Linked DNA regions of Mus musculus: region 2 is linked to region 1. Evidence: chromatin contacts called from public Hi-C data. All regions are on one chromosome and are shown on one strand. The core of a region is the stretch at or near the end of the contact, and the rest is flanking DNA. Distances in the headings are between cores, read along the strand shown. Region 1 holds the start of Asph (aspartate-beta-hydroxylase). Region 2 holds the start of A530072M11Rik (RIKEN cDNA gene A530072M11).

Evidence for each region. A called contact is a pair of places that touch in the nucleus more often than the background predicts.
Region 2: a Hi-C map of rod photoreceptor shows a contact between it and region 1, with 11 times the contacts expected there. The contact joins the promoter of A530072M11Rik here to the promoter of Asph in region 1. A contact is called at or near these places in 1 of 39 promoter capture datasets (liver) and 2 of 484 Hi-C or Micro-C datasets (muscle stem cells and rod photoreceptor).

Annotation. Positions count from the first base shown.
Region 1 is chr4:9,666,897-9,670,953 of GRCm38.p6, reverse strand. It overlaps Asph (aspartate-beta-hydroxylase), which reads left to right and starts at 1,792. Exons shown (of 24, transcript NM_023066.3): 1 at 1,792-2,173. The coding sequence starts at 2,044.
Region 2 is chr4:16,161,815-16,165,871 of GRCm38.p6, reverse strand. A530072M11Rik (RIKEN cDNA gene A530072M11) reads right to left here and starts at 1,762. Exons shown (of 7, transcript NR_045765.2): 1 at 1,681-1,762. Ripk2 (receptor (TNFRSF)-interacting serine-threonine kinase 2) reads left to right here and starts at 2,229. Exons shown (of 11, transcript NM_138952.4): 1 at 2,229-2,648. The coding sequence starts at 2,476.

The DNA of each region.
Region 1 (4,057 bases), core at 543-3,042:
CCTCAAAGGTCTGCTCCTAGTGGCCTCTTTGGGCAGCCAGGTCATACTTCCTGAGGATTCCTCAGCTCCCCAAACCAGCACCACCAACTGGGAATAAGGGTTGTCTTAGTCAGGGTTTCTATTTCTGCACAAAACCTCATGCCCAAGAAACAAGTTGGGGGTGGGGGGAGGAAGGATTTATGCAGCTTAGACTTTCACACTGCTGGTTCCTCACCAAAGGAAGTCAGGACTGGAACTCAAGCAGGTCAGAAAGCAGGAGCTGATGCAGAGGCCATGGAGGGATGTTACTTACTGGCTTGTTTCCCCTGGCTTGCTCAACTTGCTCTCTTATAGAACCAAGACTACCAGCCCAGAGATGCCACCACCCACAATGGGCTGGGCCCTTCCCTCTTGATCACTAACTGAGAAAATGCCTTACAGCTGGATCTCATGGAGGAACTTCCCCAACTGAAGCTCCTTTCTCTGTGATGACTCCAGCTTGTGCCACGTTGACACACAAAATCAGCCAGCACAAGGGATTAAAACATTTGTGGAAGCTAGTTAAGATTGAACCTTTAAAGCATCAACTCTATAATAGTGTTTTGTGAGTAATTAAAATTTTTTATCTTGGGGATGGAGAGTTATTTATCTATTGTAGTTTAGATATCAGCACCTTCCATTAAGTGATATGGATCAGATTTGCCTCTCTGCCTCCCCCCATTCCCATCATTGTTTCCTGCTGAAAGAATGTCCTTTGTGGGCAAGAAGTTGTGTTCAAAAGAGAGGACTCCTGGGTGCCGAGGAGGCTCAGAGATAAAGAAATGCAGTAAGAATGGACGGCAGCACCCACCTTCATGGCTGTGTGAAAACGATGCCCTCTTTTTCCCTGTTCTGTGAGGCTCTTGGGTTCCACTTTTTTCCCCGGGCGGTACCCAGTATTCACAGCTGACAAGGCAGAGGCCAGTGGACCCTAATGATGGTCAGTGGTGGTTGAGGAAACTGCAGTCTCAGAAGGGGTCGTCCCACAGCAGTGGCTCACTCTGGGTCTTCTACAAGGGGCTGCTTCCAAGAACTCCTGGAAGATCTCGACATTGACAGCAATGTATTAAATCACCACATACTTCATGTTTTTTTGTTACCCACAGACACCATGTGGGCAATTGGTAACAAATGATCATGGTCTCTGCTGGACCTTGGCTGGTTCATCCAGCTGTTGCCATTTTTCTTTTGAATATTCAGTTCTCAATCCCGACGCAGTACACTGCATAAGCATAGGAGATCAATGGCTGGGGACATGAAGAAATTCTAGGTATTAGTGTGATGAGAGTGTTGTGCATGGTTAAGAAAATAGGGTTTTTGAGTCATGTTAACATTTTAATGTCTTAACTAAAGGTTCTCCAAAACTACTGATGGCACAAATCCTTATTTTTGACACTGGAAGGCTCAACAATCACAGTGTACTGGCGGAACTGTGGCAAATCCTTTTCAAAGAGAGGGCTTGCACCCTTGGTCGTACTTAGGCACCGGAACCAAATTCCCAAGAAGCCAAGAGGTGGTGCGCAGCTCTCGGGCACCGCCCTCATACCCGCCCCATCCCGTTGGAGCCAGAACACCAACGCTCGCGAGAGTCCTGCCGGCTTCCACGTTTGCCACGTTCCAGAGGATCCAGGCAGACTAGAAAGCCACAAGCCGCTGGGGCTTTGCAGTCACTGCGCAGCAAAAGACAAGCTTTGGCCTGAGGAGGGCAGGCGCGCGTAGCCTGCCCCGCCCCCTGCCAGCGGTCCTCGGGATTGGCTCGTGTTGGCGTCTTTCAGATCTGGTGGGTGGGCAGAGGCTGGCGTGGGCGGGGCCGAGGCCGGGGGGAGCTGAGCGCTCTTGGCAGCCTAAGGAGTCGCAGGCTGGGCGCACGCGAGGCTAACCGCGCGGCTGCACGCTGGTGCAAGTCGTCCGAGGCGCAGCGAGCGCAGTGGACGCTAAGGCGCTGCTACAGGAGTCTCGAAGCCCCGGTGTCCCTAGTGCACTCAGCAAGGCCCCGGTTCTCTGCAGTCCCCGGAGCAGCTCGCGATGGCCCCGCGCAAGAACGCCAAGGGCGGCGGCGGCAACAGCAGCAGCAGCGGCAGCGGCAGCGGCTCGGGCAGCGGTAGCCCGAGCACGGGTAGCAGCGGTAGCAGCAGTAGCCCCGGGGCTCGGAGAGGTCAGAGTCCCCGCAGGCCAGGCCCTGGCTGCGGGCGGGAGCCGGGTGGGCGCTGCAGGTCTGGTCTGATCCTACGTCCGCCGCTCCTCTCCATCCTTAGCGAGGCTCCTGTGTGCGCGGGGCGAGGCCGCGCTCACCGGGCGGGGAGGCGGAGGAGCAGAGTCGGCCGGAGGGGGACCCCTAGCACCAGCCTGCCCGAGCATTGGCCGGCCCTTTCTTGCCTTTCCTGATGGAAGCTGGGTGTAGAGGGCCCTTTATCTTTTTGCAGTTTTCGGGGCGCTTGACCCTGAGCCAAAGTCAGAGAAAGTAAGTTTCAGCCTGGCCAGCAGCGTTGAGGAGCGGCTTGGAGGAGTGTATTCAAGGGCCGGGATGAGACTTGATGCTTCGTTCTTGCAAATTATTTTAAGGAGTTTTGTTTAGTTTTCTTAATATGTATTGCGTTTGCCTTTTAAAATACAAAGGGACATCATAAAGTACTATAGGGATTTTCTCTGTGCCTCCTTTTTCTTTTCTCAATAAAATAAAATAAAATCATAACCCCCCCCCCCCCAAAAAAAAAACCCAACCAAACAAAAAACCCAAAACCCACAAACAAAAAACCCTACTGGTTATTCACCTTTCTTCTCCATGTGCTTAGCCAGCAGAGTGGAGAACAGATGTTTTAAATCTGTTTCGTGTCAGATTTCACCGGTTCTCGGTTTCTCTTATATTTCCTTTGACTCATATTTAGAATATTGGAACTGGAACACACATGTGTATTGAATGTGAGCTCTCAATATCACTGGAAATGATTTAGATTCTATGCTTTGGTCTATGGGCAGCTCATTATTATATGTCATATATAGATTGGATGATTATGGTTTTATTAGTATATGTCAGGACGATAGATGAGCCAACTATGGTTTTTCTTCATAGCACTTGCTGTCTTCATGTATATTCTGTCTTCATGTATTGTCTTTGTTTCACTCTCTTCTATTCCCCATTATCAACTAGAATAGTTCGTTTCCTTAATAGCTGTGCAATAAATATTTGATTAGAAAATGAATGAATAAATGTAAATGGGGAAAGTTAGGCAGTTAAATCCATTGTACACATTAACATTCTGAGAGCTGTTTGTATTCTTAATGGAAAGGACTCTATGTACACAGTTTGAGGTCCAAGGCCACTGTAGTAATTAATTCACCTCAATACCGGTAAAAATGACATTCAGGCTCTCTGGCTCCTAAGTCAGCTAATCTGACATCGGCAGCGCCATTGCTTTGTGGTTGGAGCATAGATTTGAAGTATGTGAATGAGAAGAGCCTACTGAATGTTGAGGAGAAAGCTAATGAGCAAGATTTTAATGTGTTCTGTAGCGATTGCCTGGTGAAATGCGTCTGCTGCTGTCCTGGGAGCTTTGTGTGTGCTGGGGAAGTGCTTTAGCCGCTGAGCTACATCCTAGACTTTCATCTCTATCCTTTACACCCTGATTGCATCCAGGGAAGTCTCTTATGAGGCCTGCCAGTACAGAGAGTGTGCACCGTCCCCTGATAAGTACCAGTGTTACAGTCAGCTGGTAGGGCTGGGAAACCCCAGGATGTATAGTACCTTATTCTTAGGATGTATATATAGTCCCTTATTCTATCATTAGGATGTATAGTCCCTTAGTCTATCATTTGCCCACACTTTAGAGTGACATAACTATAATGAAGCACAATTTCATTCATAATGAATGAAACACCTGTGTTCTAACCCCTCCCCCCAAACTCGAGCCTAAATTACACAGAGCGCATGATTCTTCCTAGGCCATTATTTTAAATAACTATTTCAGTAACTACTGAGTTCTGATTGGGTGAAAGAGAAGGCACCCCAGGTGGAAACTAAAACTCTTCTTCCCTTTGTGCT
Region 2 (4,057 bases), core at 513-3,012, 6.5 Mb before region 1:
AAAAGTGTGACCTTTCTGGCTGACTTACCTGGGCATGTTCTAGGCAAAGCATGGATATGTCAAAGCTTGCACAGGGAGATACTATGGACCTACACCTCTCTTTTTAAACTGATCAATGCAAAAAGAGGGGAGAAGAAACCCCACCCAATATCACCAAAACACTCAACTACCAATCTTCCAGGGGAAAGCAGATTTCAGTTTCTATCTCCTTCCCACTTATGATCGGTATATCCACTTGTGAGTGTCTGTGTGCATTCATGCATGTGTGTGTGTGTGTGTGTGTGTATGTGTGCATGTGTTGCACACATACTTTACTATTAACAGAACTTGATTGCTTGCTGTTGCTGTGATTTTTTTTTTCTGTCTTTTAATTCTTTAATTGTTGGGAAAAACTGAACTCAGTCCATGACCCTGGATGGTAACATAAGCGGGTACCAATACCACTGCACTTGACTTGGAACTGTGCTGGTTTTGAAAAAGTGCCTTCTTTTGCAAAAGTGTGTATCTTATTTCTAAATGAGATATGAATGTCTTAAAGCTGCTATTTCCTAGACTAATGTAATAAGGCATAAATAAACTTTATTCTTAATAACATTCAGGTATAATTTTGTAGGACTTTGAATAAATGAATTCAAAGTATAGATGTGATGTTTATTTTTGAGGCTAATTTGTCTATTTTGTCTAAGTTTTTCTCCAGTACATTTACTTCAATGTTAATGTCTTAAGATTTCTATCATTAATTGATTATGAAAATTAAATGTATATACTTACAAAATCCCTATATGTGTGTATATATACATACATACATACAGCATGTATACGTATATATATTCTTAGTTGAGATATATACACATTATATTGTAAGTACATATTTTTATATTTTTGTATTTTGTTTATGTGTATGTGTGTTGCCTGCAGAAGCCAGAAGTGTTGGTCAGATTCCCTGGAGCTGGAGAGCAGGCAGCTGTGAGCTACTAGATTCGAGTACTGATAACAAACCTCAGATCCTCTGGAAGAACAAGCCCTCTTAACGGCTTACCCATGACTCCAGCCCAAGAAAACATAATCTTAGAATGTAGACTTGTAAAAAACTATTAAGAACTAGAGTATAGGGAAGGAAATGTCGGTGTTATATATATTACACTAATAATATAAGGGACAATTACAGATTGTAGTATCCTGGTGCGTGTAGGATCGTGGAACTATATCGCTCACAAATATGAGATATTTGCGCCAAACATCGTACTGAACAGTTATCTAAGTAGAAAGGTGTTTACAGTAAAAAGATGAAATAGTGCTGGATTTTGGTTGTTTGGTTTTGTTTGTTTTTGCCTTTGTTTTTCTTTTTGGATGGAAGACTTCCCAAACACAAGAAATGGTTTTATATTTCTATTTGTGAGTAGGCTTTGAGGAATAAAAGAAGAAACCGTTTCCTGGTAAGGGAGCAAGTCATATAAGCTAAACACCTCAATTTGTCACACTGACAGCGCTAGCCTCTCTACCTCACTTCTCACAAGTGGCAGCCACTGAGTAAAGACTGGAGTGGAAGCAACCAGATGGTTTACAGCTCAGGAAGTGGGGCACCAGGCTCCCCAGCAGTAGTCACCCCACACCCTATCACGTCCAGGGTTTGGAGTCTAAGGAAGACACTCGGGCCAAAGGAAAATCCAGCCGACCCACCTGACACCAGACTGGAGAACTCCGGAGGGATTTTCCCCGGAGGAAATCTTTTCCAAGCCTCAGCGATGTCCACCCGGCTTGTGGGGGGAGGGAGGCCTCTGAGACACGCCCATGATCTGCAGAGGGAGGAGCCGGCAGAGGGAGGAGCCCGCAGAGAGGGGAGCTTGCAGAGGGAGGAGCCGGCAGAGGGAGGAGCCCGCAAAGATGGGAGATTACAGAGGGAGGGGCCGGCGGAAGGAGGAGCCAGAGGACAGAAGAGCGGGCGGAGGAGGAGCCGGCGGAGGGAGGAGCTGGGGGAGGGCGGAGCCGACGGAGGGAGGAGCTGGCAGAAGGAGGAGCCGGCGGAGGGCGGAGCCGGCGGAGGGAGGAGCTGGCAGAGGGAGGAGCCGGCGGAGGGAGGAGCTGGCAGAGGGAGGAGCTCACAGAGAGAGGAGATTGCAGAGGGAGGAGCCGGCAGAGGGAGGAGACCGCGGAGGGAGGAGCCGGCGGAGGGAGGAGCCGGCGGAGGGAGGAGCCGGCGGAGGGAGGAGCCGGCGGAGGGAGAAGCCAGGGGTAGGAGGCAGGGGCTGAGGAGTTGGTGAAGGTAGGAGCCCGCCCAGGGAGGGCCGGCGGAGGGAGGAGCCCGCCGAGTCCAGGAGGAGGGAGGAGGACGGTCCACCCCGGCGCGGCCGCAGACCCGACGGGCTCCCTGGCACAGCTGACCGGGCCGGAACTGCAGCGGCCACGCGGGAATGGGCCGCCCCGGGACCTAGCGCCGCGGCCAGGGTCGGGCGGAGCCGCCGCGCAGCCGGAGCCATGAACGGGGACGCCATCTGCAGCGCGCTACCCCCCATCCCGTACCACAAGCTCGCCGACCTGCACTACCTCAGCCGGGGCGCCTCTGGCACGGTCTCGTCGGCACGACACGCAGACTGGCGCGTGCGGGTGGCAGTGAAGCACCTACACATCCACACGCCGCTGCTCGACAGGTAGGGCGCCGGCGCGGGGCCCCACACAGACGCGGGCTGGGTGGTCCACAGACCGGCCGCACTATGGCGATGCGCCGGCTCCGCCGCGGCGAGTCCTTAAGTCCTTGGGCTAACCTGATCCAAGGGAGAAACCATCCTGGACGTGCGTCAGACTTTGCAACTCGCCCTGCCTCTCCTCCCACCCGAGGTGTTCCCACTCTCCAAAAACCTGCAATCACGGCCACCTCTAAAACCCTGTTTATTGAACCCGACGTGTGTTGGTACAGTGCTTGTGGGCTTTGCTTTGTTTTAGCTAGCTGTTAGCGGTAAGAGCTGTGGAACTCTAAAAACTGCTCTTGGAAATGAAGTACGCAGTGACTGCAAAATACACACCGGAGTTTGAGCATTTAGCACTAAAAAGAAAAATAATAATACTATACCGGTGTTTTTATATTGATTAAACGTCAAAATATTTTTCTAGGGTTTTATGTGTGTTTCACTCCTGCTCCTGAGCCTGCATATTATGGCTTGGTTTGGTTTGATTTGGTTGGTTTTGTTTTCTTTGTGGTTTATTACGTGCCCTCATGAAGTTCAGTTATCAAATTCTACATTACCAGTTGTTATTCGAGCTCTTGCCTTGGAAGTCCCCAAAGGAAGTGTGCAATGTTTTTTGTAACAGTAAAATGAATCAAAAGCTATTAAATGGTCAAAATTTGTGAAGAATAAAAGTTTTGACCATCCCTTGCCCTGGTATTATTTGTGTCCAGCTCCCACATATTCAGAAGAAAGAAAAAAAAAAAGCGTTGGTTTCTGTTTCTAGGAAAACATTACAACTAAATACCATAGATCTGTGGCTGTATGTGTTAGTCAATGGATCTAGTCAGAACTCTTGTGTGTTTCACTTCCATCAGAAATTGAACTAGACCTTCATTCAGTTCTTAGTGCACTTGCTAACCTTGGTGGCTACAGGCCTCTTCTCCTGCTGGATCTAGTGTGAAAATACAGAGATCATAGCGGCCCTATTGGTCAGAGGCTGTTAACCCTGGGTATCAGGTCAGATACAGCATCAGATAACTAACTCTCTTGCTTCAGCCCTGGTAGAATGTTGGACTTTCATCTGCCTGGAGGCGCCCTCCCTCCCTCCAAGGGCTAGATCACAGTGTATGTGGAGCCAGTGCTGTGTGTGTGTGTGTGTGTGTGTGTGTGTGTGTGTGTGTGTGTTCACGTGTTCGAGCACGTGCGCCTAAGTAGTCAACTTTAAAGGGAGGTTGGTTAGTACCAAGCAAACGAATGGTCTATGGAAATGTAGCACTAATAGACCACTAGGTAGACTAAAGCTAGTTGCTTTCTCACTTTTGATTCTGCTTTTCAAAGCTTCGTTTGTGCCATTTGTAGGCCAAGGGAAAAAGATGGACAGGATGGTATTGCTT